Regions from separate parts of the Sus scrofa genome. Here region 1 is linked to region 2. The links are chromatin contacts, called in public HiChIP or PLAC-seq maps. All regions are on one chromosome and are shown on one strand. Each heading gives the region's core, a stretch centred on a gene start, on an enhancer-like site or on the middle of the called end of the contact. The rest is flanking DNA. Distances are from core to core; before and after follow the strand shown. Region 1 holds the start of UBE4A (ubiquitination factor E4A). Region 2 has its middle 21 kb from the start of MPZL2.

The links. HiChIP or PLAC-seq counts read pairs in DNA pulled down with a chosen protein or histone mark.
Region 1: a contact with region 2 is called in an H3K27ac HiChIP or PLAC-seq map of alveolar macrophages. The contact joins the promoter of UBE4A here to the enhancer-like site in region 2. A contact is called at or near these places in 1 of 5 promoter capture datasets (liver), 7 of 47 Hi-C or Micro-C datasets (blood, embryonic fibroblasts, epiblast stem cells and 1 more) and 1 of 2 datasets of contacts at active chromatin or transcription factors (alveolar macrophages).

Annotation. Positions count from the first base shown.
Region 1 is chr9:45,657,805-45,663,933 of Sscrofa11.1, reverse strand. UBE4A (ubiquitination factor E4A) reads right to left here and starts at 2,844. Exons shown (of 20, transcript NM_001244872.1): 1 at 2,771-2,844.
Region 2 is chr9:45,595,284-45,602,310 of Sscrofa11.1, reverse strand. No RefSeq gene overlaps it. Among named protein-coding and RNA genes, the nearest start is that of MPZL2, 21 kb to the right of the region's middle. Within about 2 kb of position 3,415, at least 34 of the 83 cell types and tissues checked have an H3K27ac peak or open chromatin away from gene starts, as enhancers often do. A contact at or near this core is called in alveolar macrophages and liver, where this site is marked.

The DNA.
Region 1 (6,129 bases), core at 1,595-4,094, 62 kb before region 2:
ATTGAATGACTCAATCTTACATGTTGTTACTCCTGACCTCCTTGTAATCAATAGCAACACCCATAATCCTACTTCGAGGTAAGGTTTTTACTATTTGTCTTGGGTTGCAGTGGAAAGTCAAGCATGTATAGTATAGAGAATGGAAATAAATCTCTGTTGTCATCTCTACTGTCTGTCTTTCTGAAAAACAAAAAGGTTTTGTCTGCCTCACTAAGCTCATCTTTCTCATATGTAATTCAAATCGGTACAAAAATTGTTTTCATAGATAAAGAGCTAACACTGTGCAACTACCTATATGAAACTTTTATAGGGAAAGGGAGGACTGGTCATTTGATGGGAATCTTTGTAGAAATGTCGGTTTATTTATTTATTGTCTTTCATTTTAGGGCTGCACCTGTAGCATATGGAGGTTCCCAGGCTAGGGGTCCAATCAGAGCTGTAGTTGCCGGCCTACGCCACAGCCACAGCAATGTCAGATCTGAGCTGTGTCTGCAACTCGTGTCTGCAACTTACACCACAGCTCACTGCAATGCTGGACCCCCAACTCACTGAGTGAGGCCAGGGATCAAACTTGCATCCTCCTGGGTGTTAGTCAGATTCATGCTGCTGAGCCAGGATGGGAACACCAGAGATGTCAGTTTAGATTTGTTCAATGACCTCATAAATTTAAAGAGTGCATAGATGTCATCACTCCAAAAGAAAGGTCTAATAAAATGGAAACTTAACATTTTGTTTAATATTCAATGTCACTGGTAATCTATAATCTCCCATTTTCAACTGCCATACAGAGATAAAGCATTATCCTGTTGCCAGCCTTTGGTATGACACAACTACCAGTCTTTCTTTCTTTTTATGGCCACACCCACAGCATATGGAAGTTCCCAGGCTAGGGGGTCAAATGGGAGTTGCAACTGCAGGCCTACTCCACAGCCACAGCAATGCCAGATCTGAGCTGCATCTGTGACCTACTGTGGCAACACTGGATTCTTCACCCATTGAGTGAGTCCAGGGATCGAACGCGATTTCTCACAGAGACTATGTCCAGTTCTTAATCTGCTGAGCCGCAATAGGAATTCTGTAACAACTACCAATCCTTTTTTTTTTTGGTTTTGCTTTTTGGGGCCACACCTGTGGCATATGGAAGTTCCTAGGCTAGCGGTCAACTTGGAGCTGCAGTAGCCAGCCTACGCCAGTCACAGCAATGGATACGAGCCGCATTTGGGAACTACACCACAGCTCATGGCAATGCCGGATCCCTAACTCACTGAGCAAGGCCAGGGATCAAACCTGAATCCTCATGGATACTAGTCGGGTTTGTTTCCCCTGAGCTACAATAGGAACTCCACAACTACCAACCTATAGAAGCTTTTGGATTTTATCTTTAAATATGTTCCTTTTTTGTGTGTCTTTTTCAGGGCCACACTCTCGGCATATGGAGGTTCCCAGGCTACGGCTCTTATCGGAGCTGTAGCTGCCAGCCTACGACACAGCCACAACAATGCCAGATCCTTAGCCCACTGAGGGAGGCCAGGGATCGAACCTGTGTCTTCGTGGATACTAGTCAGATTCGTTTCTGCTGAGCCATGACCGGAACTCCCTAAATCCGTCCTCTTTAAAAACATGTTTCCCTCTGATACATGTGCTCCAAGAGTCTGTAATAGCTGTCTAGCCCAGTCCTACAAAATCCTTTCACTCTCCCCTGATTCAATCTTTTGTTTATAAGCAATACTGCTATCCCTTAAGGGCCACTGACAGCTTTTAAAGAGATGAGCGCACGTTTTAACATCGGACTTGATATTGCTTTTAAACAGAAATACTCGGAATACTTCACAAAACTGGGATTCTCAAAATCAAACTTTATTAAATCATACTCCATAAGGTCTAAGTTTCCTGGTGAGGTCAAACCAAAAAAGGAATTAAAAAAATATTTCATCACATGTTCCCCCTCCAATTACCCTTTCAGGCCTCTACTGTGGAAACAGATCCTTTGGTCACATCAGTCACATCGGCAAGCTAGAAGGAGCTCATCAAGTAGCAAAGCAGACAGTACTCCCTCCTGGGGCCCATTTTATCTCAGAAGGGCTCCCATGTGAGACCAAAATGGTCCATGCGAGTGAGACTAAACATTTTCTTGTTCTGGAAGCAAAAAACTGATCCCAAGGAGAAGATCCATCAAAAATAAGCTCCTGAGCTCTAGTTACTCAATTTTGCAAGTGCCTTCTAAACCCAGCTGCTGAGGGAGCAAGAAGCAGAGTGCCAGCAGAGTTTTGAGAGGTGAAATGATTGCTTGCCTTAAGAAATGTCAATACCCTGCCATATGTATTCAACTGGTTTGATTACCAGCCTATGACACAGCCGTAGGCTGTGCTTAATTTCCTCTTCTTTGGCACTTGGCTATCTGTTGTCTACTTTTTATATTTTATCCCTCCAGGTTCCATAAGGTATTCGCAGCATGGAGGGAGACCCACCCACTGGGCGCACGTTCTAGAGAAAGAAAGTCAAAATTAATGCAAGGCCAAGATTCCTGGCTTTTCCAGGAAGAGAATGGCCAAGGGGGCCAGAGAGGCCAGAAGCTAGAGCACTGTAAGGGGTTCCCAAAACAGTCAGGGTCGAAGTTCATGGAGGAGAAAGCCAGTGGTCAGGAAAGCACAGGTAAAAAGAATTTGAAAGAGCTAACAGTGCAGAGGTTTGGACTGGCATTCGACTAGAAGGAAAAAATTCCTCTGCAGCCTCAAAGGTTCCCCTCCCCTCCAGCTATTTTGTCTCTTACCAGAGCCAGAAGGGCCAGCAGCGACGACACGACAGAGTCTCAGTGGCCGAAGGGTTCCCACTTCCGACTCAGCACCGCAACCGGAACTTACATCATGACTAGGCGCCGTGCCTTGAGGAATCTCGTCTAGGCGCCGGAAACTGGGTGTGTCGCTCTGCGTTGGGAGCGGGCGCGCAAACATCCCCACGACGCATGCGCTGGCTGGCTGGGGCGGAGCGGAAGTAGCCGGAAGTGGCGTTAGGGCGGTGTCCGGCGGGTAGTGGCAGGCTTATGGGTGAGCTGCAAGGCAGGTGTTTTGAAGCTTCACGGAGTATGAGACGGGTCTCCGAAATCCGTGTATGGGTGACAGATATGACTTGGTAAACCCTGGCTCTGCTCTAGGCCACTGTGGGCTTCTTTCTATTTTTCCCATTAGCCTTAGGCTTTTTTGAAGCAGCTTCTGTACTTTTTATAAATTATTATCTGTGAAGCAGTTAACAGTAGTAATAACAGTAACTGAAAGTTGTGAATTCTTTTTAGGTGCCAGGCAATGTGTTCTTGTAAAGTGGAGACGATATACATCCTCAAGGTTGCCTCGAGGTACACAAAGGCAAAGGAAGCGGCATATTTTTTAAGAGTGCAAATGAAAAGACAATTCAGGAGTTCCCGTCGTGGCGCAGTGGTTAACGAATCCGACTAGGAACCATGAGGTTGCGGCTTCGGTCCCTGCCCTTGCTCAGTGGGTTAAGGGTCCGGCGTTGCTGTGAGCTGTGGTGTAGGTCGCAGATACGGCGGATCCCGCGTTGCTGTGGCTCTGGTGTAGGCCGGCGGCTACAGCTCCGATTCGACCCCTAGCTTGGGAACCTCCATATGCCGTGAGAGCGGCCCAAGAAATAGCAAAAAAAGACAAAAAAAAAAAAAAAAAAAAGACAATTCATTGAGTGACAGAAATATTTGTAAATTACATATCTGATTAAGAAGTAACATCCAGATATATTTTAAAAAGTCTGTAACTCAACAACAACCAACACAAATGACTGGATTAAAGAATGGACAGTGGACTTGAATAAACATTTCTCTAAAGAAAACGTACAAAAAGGAGTTCCCCTCATGGCGCAGTGGAGACGAATCTGACTAGGAACCATGAGGCTGTGGGTTCGATCCCTGGCCTTGCTCACTGGGTTAAGGATCCTGCATTGCCATGAGCTGTGGGTGGTGTAGGTCACAGACATACTTAGAGCTCCAATCTCGTGTTGCTGTGGTGTTTCTATGGCTGTGGCTCCTATTGGACACCTAGCCTGGGAAACTGTATATGCCTGAGTGAGCCCTCCCCCCCCCCCAAAAAAAAAGAAAAAAGAAAATGTGCAAATGGCCAATAAGCACATGAAAAGATGCTCAATGTCAGTAGTCATTAGGGAAATGCAAATCAAAACCAGGACGAAATGTCACCTTACCCGTTAGGAAAGTGATTATGAAAAAAATGGAAAATAATTGTTGATGGGGCTGTAGAGAGATAGGAACCCTTCTGCATTGCTGATGGGAATATAAAATAGTGGGGCGCTTTGGGAAAACAGTCTGGTGACTCCTCAAAAAGTTAACAGAGGAGTTCTCTTCTGGTGTAGTGGGTTAAAGATCTGACATGTCACTGCAGCAGCTTGGCTTGATGCTTGGCACAGGTTCCATCCCTGGCCTGGGAATTTCAATGGGCCATGGGTGTGACCACCTCCCCCCCAAAAAAAGTTAAACAGATTACCACAACATGCAGCAGCAATTTCTTTTCTGGGTAAATACCCCAAAGAATTCAAAGCAGGGACTCAAACAAATACTTGTGCACCAATGTTCATAGCAACATTTGTAAGAAGCAAAAGGTAGAAACAACCCAAAATACCCATTGACAGATGGACAAAAAAAATGTGGTGTATACATACACATGATTATTATCAAGCCTTTAAAAGGAAGGAAATTCTGGTACATGCTACAACATGGATGAGCCTTGAAAACATTTTGATGAGTGAAATAAATGAGATACAAAAGGACAAAATACTGCATGAAGTGCACTTACATGTGGTATGTAGATAGGCAAATTTATAGAAACAAAACATAAAATAGAGGTTACCAGGGGTTGGGGAGTGGGAGGAATGTGAATTTATTGTTTAATGGGTGGAGAGTTTCTTCAGGATAAAGAAAAAGTTCTGGAAATGATAGTGCTGATGGCTGCACAACATTGTGAATGTACTTAATGCTACTGAACATTACAGTTGAAAATGGTTAAAATGGTAAGTTTTACTTTATGTATATTTTCACACCAACACACACCTATACATACACACATGTTGAGCAATCTTAGGGTGTCTCTTATATTCCAGCATTGTTCTAGTTCCTGAAGCTACAGTAGTGGGCATAAAATACAAGTCTTCCTGGATCTTATGGTCTGGTGAAAGTGGAGTGATAATAATGTGTACAAGATGGATTATTCAATAGATAGTTCTGGGAGTTCCTGCTGTGGTGCAGTGGGATCGACAGTGTCTCTGAAGTGGCAGGGACCCAGGTTTGATCCCTGGCCCTGTGCAGTGGGTTAAGGATCTGGCATTGCTGCAGCTGTGCCACAGGTTGCAGCTCCAGCTCAGGTTTGATCCCTGGCCCGGTGCAGTGGGTTAAGGATCTGGCATTGCTGCAACTGTGCCACAGGTTGCAGCTCCAGCTCAGATTTGATCCCTGGCCCAGGAACTCCATATGCCACAGGGTGGCCAAAAAAAGTTCTGAAATAAGTGGGTAGCTGTGTGGTTTTGATAGAGTTAGAGTAGGATAGTTACATAGGTAGTTGTAGAAGTCCCAATAGGGGACCATAGAGGGGTAAACCTAGTGAATTTTTGGAGACCACTGTAAGTTAATAATGGCTCAAGAAAGCCATCAGAATGAAGCAGGTTTACTTAACTATAAAACCACACATAAAAACTTGAGATGTTCCTCAGTTCATGAAGTGAAAGATAAAATGAGGCCTGCATTCAAGTTCAGAAAGATAATGATTTAGGACCAAGGACAGGAGTTTAAGGGAAAGATTCCAAAGCAGGAGATCATCATTATACAGAAACATGAGATGATTCAACATATTTTAGCATATGTTACCACCCTTCCGCTGATTTGAATAAACACCATGACAGTCCTAGTTTAATCTCATAGGGTCAAATATTCTCTTACCCAATATGAAGGAGCTAGTGATGTAAGCCTGAAATCTGCTCAAAGAATAAGGAAGAAGGTGGCTTTTCCCTCCTCCTCCACTTTCCTTGAAACATAAGAATTTTAGCACATCTAAATCACAGTGCCTCACCTGCCCACTTGCATCCCTCACAAGCATCTTATCAATAAATCTATTTCTTGCC
Region 2 (7,027 bases), core at 2,166-4,665:
ATAGTACAGCAAACACACCTTACAGGGATTTACGAGCCAACACGAAGAGGCTCCCACCAGCTAATGGTGGGATAATTTGAGAATCAATAAGTATAGTTCTGGGGAGTTTCCCTCGTGGCACAGCAGAAACGAATCCGACTAGGAACCATGAGGTTGTGGGTTTGATCCGTGGCCTTGCTCGGTGGGTTAAGGATCCGGCATTGCCATGAGCTGTGGTGTAGGTCGCAGATGTGGCTTGGATTTGGTGTTGCCATGGCTGTGGTGTAGGCCGGCAGCTGTAGCTCTGATTCAACCCCTGGCCTTGGGAACCTCCATATGCTGTGGGTGCAGCTTGTAAAAGCCAAAAAAAAATTCTGTAATGTTTGAAAGTTACCAAATGTATTTATTGCCATGAGTTTATAATGACACTAAAAGAAAACACAGGAGTTCCCATCGTGATGCAGTGGTTAATGAATCTGACTAGGAACCATGAAGTTGCAGGTTCGATCCCTGGCCTTGCTCAGTGGGTCAAGGATCTGGCGTTGCCGTGAGCTGTGGTGTAGGTCGCAGAGGCGGCTCGATCCCACGTTGCTGTAGCTGTGGCGTAGGCCAGCGGCTACAGCTCCGATTTGACCCCTAGCCTGGGAACCTCCATATGCCACGAGAGTGGCCCTAGAAAAAGCAAAAAGACACACACACACACACACACACACACACACACAGTCTCTAAATGATAACCATTAGATGATGCTAGTGAACCAGCTTATGTTCAAAACTAGTCTTTCCTGTATGAACTCTCCCCCTGGGTAAATATTTAGTAGATGGGGAAGTTTCTCTTCCTAGAAGTAGCCTTGCTAATAAATGAAGCAGGAATGATAAAATTAGAACATCATCATTTTACAACACCTAATGAATGAATGGTTCTGGCCACTGAGACTTCAGGATTGCTAATATCACCAAAAAAAGACAACCACTTATTATGTACCTCTTGAAGGAAGAACATGATACCACCTGAGTTTGCTTGTTTACAAAAATTCAACCTTGAATCTGATTGACCTCAGTCAAATCTATAGCATGATGCTCAGGTGTGGTCAGCATCTAACGGCATCACTTGTTAGAAATGCACAATTTTAGGACTAGCCCCAGATCTGAAACAGAAACCCTGAAGGTGGGGCTTTGTGAGAACCCAAGGGAAGAACTTTGGATTTAAACACAGAATCCCCTGAAAGGGCTGTAGTCGTATTTTATTTATTTTTTAATTATCTTTTTTGGGGACTCATCTGTGGCATATGGGAATTCCCAGGCTAGGGGTTGATCAGAGCTACAGCTGCTGGCCTATGCCGCAGCCACAGCCACAGCCACAGCAGGTCCGAGCTGCATCTGTGACTACACCACAGCTCATGGCAACACCACATCCTTTAACCCACAGAGCAAGGCCAGGGATTGAACCTGCATCCTCATGGATACTAGTCAGGTTTTGTTTGTTTGTTTTGTCTTTTTGCCTTTTTTCTAGAGCAACACCTGCGGCCTATGGAGGTTCCCAGGCTAGGGGTCCAATCGGAGCTGCAGCCGCTGGCCTACGCCACAGCTACAGCAACGTGGGATCGAGCCGCCTCTGCGACCTACACCGCAGCTCACGGCAATGCTGGATCCTTAACCCACTGAGCAAGGCCAGGGAATCGAACCTGCAACCTCATGGTTCCTAGTCGGATTCGTTAACCTCTGCGCCACGATGGGAACTCCGTGGATACTAGTCAGGTTCTTAACCAGCTGAGTCACAATGCAAACTCCTCTACCATTTACTTTGTAGTGGGAGAGAGCAGAGCAGGATGGTTAGGCAAAGCACTTTGTATCATTTTCTCCATCTGTGAAAAAGAATAGAATTGAATAATACAATATGTTCAAATGATTTTCTTTTCTTTCTTTTTTTTTAAAGCCTTTACTTTTGTTTATTTATTTTTGCTTTTTTTTTTTTTTTTTTTTGTCTTTTTAGGGCTGCACTTGCAGCATATGGAGGTTCCCAGGTTAGGAGTCAAATCAGAGCTGTAGCAGCCGGCCTACACTGCAGCCACAGCAACACAGGATCTAAACCGTGTCTGTGACCTACACCACAGCTCATGACAACACCAGATCCTTAACCCACTGAGAGAGGCAAGGGACTGAACCTGCGTCTTCATGGATACTAGTCTGGTTCATTAACCACTGAGCCACGACAGGAGCTCCTCAAATGATTTTCAGAGAGCTTTGCAGATGCAAGTTTCTAGTATCAATTGTCTATGAAGTCCTTGAAGCCAGATATGAAATCCTCTAGTATGTCTTTAACACAAGGTGGGGCATATATCAAATGCTCTTTAAGTTTTTAGCCTCAGTTTTTGTATTCAATAAAATCATTATTTATTAAAATGAATGAATGAGTACATTCCAAATTCTAAGTTTCAGGCCCCTGGGTTGATTCATTCATTCAATAATTAAGACCTATAGTGAGTAAAAGTAGGAGACACATTCTGACAATTATTATTTAATATATTACACATATTCAGATAGAATCTATTACATATATTATAGATATATTTGCTCCCATCCTTTCATGAGGCTCCGAGGCTGAAAATAGTGGAAGGCGGAAGTGTAGATTTTTCAGTCATGGAGATGATCTTCACTTCGGTACAAAAGACGCCAAGTTAAAGCTGGGGCTCAGTTTTAGGTCTTCACCATCAGTGCTTCTTTGGGTTCCACCAGAGGGCGCTCCACACCGCATAGCTTCCCTGAGGTGTGGGACACATAGGAGCCTATCTGGTAGACATGCAGTCCCTCACTTAGCAAAAGCACATTGACCCTCTGCAATGTCACCAACAGTTATAGGTGCTGAGGATACAGAGACAAAAAGACCTGGACTCTGCCCTCAAGGGACTCAGAGTGGAGACAGACATGTACACAGGTAATGATGGCACAGAGCAACAAGGGCTATAATAAAGGTGTTACCAGGTGTAAGGAGCTATTAACATTGGCTCCAGGGGTCAGGGAAGCCTTCATAAAACGCAAGCTTAATTTTGAAAGGCAAATAAGAATTCATCAAGTGGACAAAGTAGACAAAATAGCAGAGATATATGCGAAGGTCAGAACACGCGTGTGATTCATTTGGCCTGGCTAAGAACAAGCTTCAAGGAGCCTGGAAAATGAGGAAGTACGGCTGCATCGTTGGTGGGGCCAGATTATGAAAGGCCTTATTCTGTGATGAGAGAAGAGCCCCTTAGTGTGTAATCCAGCTCAGGACTGTAAACTCTAGGAGGAGTTTTATACCCTGTCGTAGCTGTGCACAAAACAGTTCTTTAGTTTTCTGTCTTTGTGTTTTTTTGGCCACGCCCAAGGCATGTGGGAGTTCCCAGCCTAGGGTCAAACCTGCACCGCAGGCACAACCCCAGCTGCTGCAGTGACAATGCCAGATATTATTAACCCGCTGCATCACAAGGGAACACCTAGCTTTTTGTCTTCGAAAGGAACCTCAGGGAGCCTATACACACTTGACAAGATCATCACTGACCTGATTTTATACTCAATGTCATCTGGTGACTCATTTTCTCACATTTTTCAGATTTGATCCATGTGACTTTGTGTCTGAAAATCAAACTAGCTCTCAAAAGCATGAAGATCTGCCATCATGAGGAATCTCAAAAACATTGTGGTTCAGACTGTTAAGGCAGTTCCAGAAGAGTCATTTTAGAAACGTTTGAGATAACGCCAGCGTCGTTAGAATAAGCGCTTGCACTCAGGGAGGCAGCTCTCAACGATCATTTGTATCCTGTCTTTCTTTGAAAGCCTCATTTCCTCTGGTTAAAAGTAGTGTAGCTCAGCAAGACTGAAGACACTGGGACAGACTGGAAGAAAACCACAAGGTCGCTGAGAGTTTTTCCCTGTCTTCCGCTTTGCAAAGCTGGGGACGGACCTCCCCCCCAGGGGGCTGGGCGGGAGGGCTTTCCCTCTTCGGCTCTGAATCATCAGAGAAGACTCACATCCTGTTTGCCTGGACAAGCAGCGGGCTGCCTTTTCCACCCAGCAATGCTTCTGAGCCGACAAGTCCAACCTGCTCGCTGTTCCCTTGCAGGCATCAAGCCTGGATGGGGAGTGGAAGGGAGGGCGGAGAGGCTGCTGTGCCTTAGCTAACTCAGCACCTTCGCTTCTCAGTGTTCAGTGGCTCTATCATGAGAAAAAGTGGTCCTCAGCCCTTGCAGCAGCCGAGATATTCTGAGTAGGACTGAGTTTTGAGGATGAACCACTTTAAATCAGAACAGCAGGAGTTCCCGTCTTGGTGCAGTGGTTAACGAATCCGACTAGGAACCATGAGGTTGCTGGTTCGATCCCTGCCCTTGCTCAGTGGGTTAACGATCCGGCGTTGCAGTGAGCTGTGGTGTAGGTTGCAGACGCGGCTCGGTTCCTGCATTGCTGTGGCTCTGGTGTAGACTGGCAGCTACAGCTCTGATTCGACCCCTAGCTTGGGAACCTCCATATGCTTCCCTGGCCTCTATCAGTGGGCTGGAGATCTGGCGTTGCTGTGAGCTCTGGTGTAGTTCGAAGACGTAGCTCAGATCTGGCCTTGCTGTGGCTGTGGCGTAGGCCAGCAGCTGCAGCTCTGATTTGACCCTTAGCCTGGGAACCTCCGTATGCCTCCAGTGTGGCCCTAAAAAGCAAAGAAAAAAAAGAAGACTGGAGGGGTCCTGAGAGTGTCAAATAGGGTGACTCTACATTCTGATGTCCCTGGGAAAGCCCTAGTGTATGCCTGTTTTTCCAGTGTAAATATCAATAATGCCACTTTCACTCTCAACACTGTTCCAGTTCAGACAATAAATTGAATGGTCACCCACACCCATGTTTACTGAACACCTACACTGTGCTAAATACTGTATTTGATTCATAAGATAGGGTATTTTTTCTAAGAAGCTGATAAACTTAAAAAATATATATACATATATATATACATATATATTTTTTCCCTTTTTAGGCAACACCATGGCATGCAAAATTCCTGAGCCAGGGATTGAGCTCAAGCCACAACAGTGACACCAAATCCTTAACCACTAGGCCTCCAGGGAACTCCCTTTTTAAAGTGTATTTGATTTACAATATTGTTTTAGTTTCAGGTATACAGCACAGTGATTCTTTTTTTTTGTTTTTGGGGATTATATTCCATTATGTTTCTTATTAACTTATTAAGATATTGGGTATAATTCTCTATTCTGTACAGTAAATCTTCATTGCTTATCTATTTTGTGTATAGTAGTTCGTATTTGTTAGTTCCACACCCCTAATTTGTCCTTCCCCCTTCCCTCTTCCCTTTGGTAACCATAAGTTTATTCTCTATGTCTGTGAGTCTGTTTTGTTTTGTATATACATTCATTTGTATTGTTTTTTAGAATCCACAAATGAGTAATGTCATAATATTTGTCTTTCTTTGTCTGACTCATTTTACTTAGTGTGATAGTTTCTAGGTCTTATTTTACTTAGTATGCTAGTCTCTAGGTCCATCTCTGTTGCTGCAGATGTCATTATTTCATTCCTTTTTTTTCTTTTTGTGTTTTTTATGGCCACACTCACAGCATTTGGAAGTTCCCAGGCTAGGGGTCAAATTGGAGCTGCAGCTGCAGGCCTGTGCCATGGCCACAGCAACTCAGGATCTGAGCCTCGTCTGTAACTTACACCGCAGCTCATGGCAATGCTGGATCCTTGACCCACTGAGGGAGGCCAGGGGTTGTACCTAAATCCTCATGGATACTAGTTGGATTTGTTACAGCTATGCCGCAATGGGAACTCCCTGGATGTGATTTTAAATGAGATTTTCTTTTACTTTCTTTCTATTTCTTTATTACTGTGTAGAAATGCAAAAGACTTCTGTTTGTTAATCTTGTATCCTGCTACCTTGCTGAATTCATTTATTCTAACAGTTTTTGTGTAGAGACTCTCACATTTTCTATGCAGAATATCATGTAGTGATATTTACTTCTCTCTTCCAATTTAGATACTTTTAATTTCTTTTTCTTGTCTGATTGCTGTGTCTAGGACTTCTGATACTATGTTGGATAGAAGAAGTGAGAGTGGGCATCCTTATCTTGTTAGTGAATTTAGCAGGAAGGCTTCCAGCTTTTCACTATTGAGTATTATATTGGCTGTGGGTTTGTCATAAATGATCCTTATATTACTTTGATAAGAGTTATATTACTTTGATAAGAGTTTTTAGTAACCATCTCTGTTTCATTGAGCTGTTACAAATATTTGATAAAATTGTCACATCTAGGAGTTCCCATCGTTGGTGTAGCGGAAATGAATCCGACTAGGAACCATGAGGTTGCAGGTTCGATCCCTGGCCTCACTCAGTGGGTTAAGGATCCAGTGTTGCCATGAGCTGTGGCATAGGTCACAGATGCAGCTCGGATTTGGCATTGCTGTGGCTCTGGCACAAGCTGGAAGCTACAGCTCTGATTAGACCCCTAGCCTGGGAACCTCCATATGCTGCAGGTGTGGCCCTAAAAAGACAAAAGACAAAAAAAAAAAAAAAAAGACAAGACTGTCACATCTGATTGGCACTCAAACTTCTCTTTGTTCCACTATACTTTCATTAAAATGTAGGGTGTAGGAGTTCCCGTCGTGGCTCAGTGGTTAACCAATCCGACTAGGAACCGTGAGGTTTCGGGTTCGATCCCTGGTCTCGCTCGGTGGGTTAAGGATCTGGCATTGCCGTGAGCTGTGGTGTAGATTGCAGACAAGGCTTGGATCCCGAGTTGCTGTGGCTGTGGTGTAGGCTGGCAGCTACAGCTTCAATTTGACCCCTAGCCTGGGAACCTCCATATGCCACAGGAGTGGCCCTAAAAACACACACACACACACACACAAAAAAAAAGTAGGGTGTAAGTTGTAGAGACTCCGTCTTTTTTAAGTCAAGTTTTTATTCATATACCCATAGAAAACTGTACAAATCAGATGTGTACAGCTGGATAAATTTTCACACAGTGAACATAGCTATGTAACAAGCACCAAGATTGAGAAATAGAGTTCAAGGGCT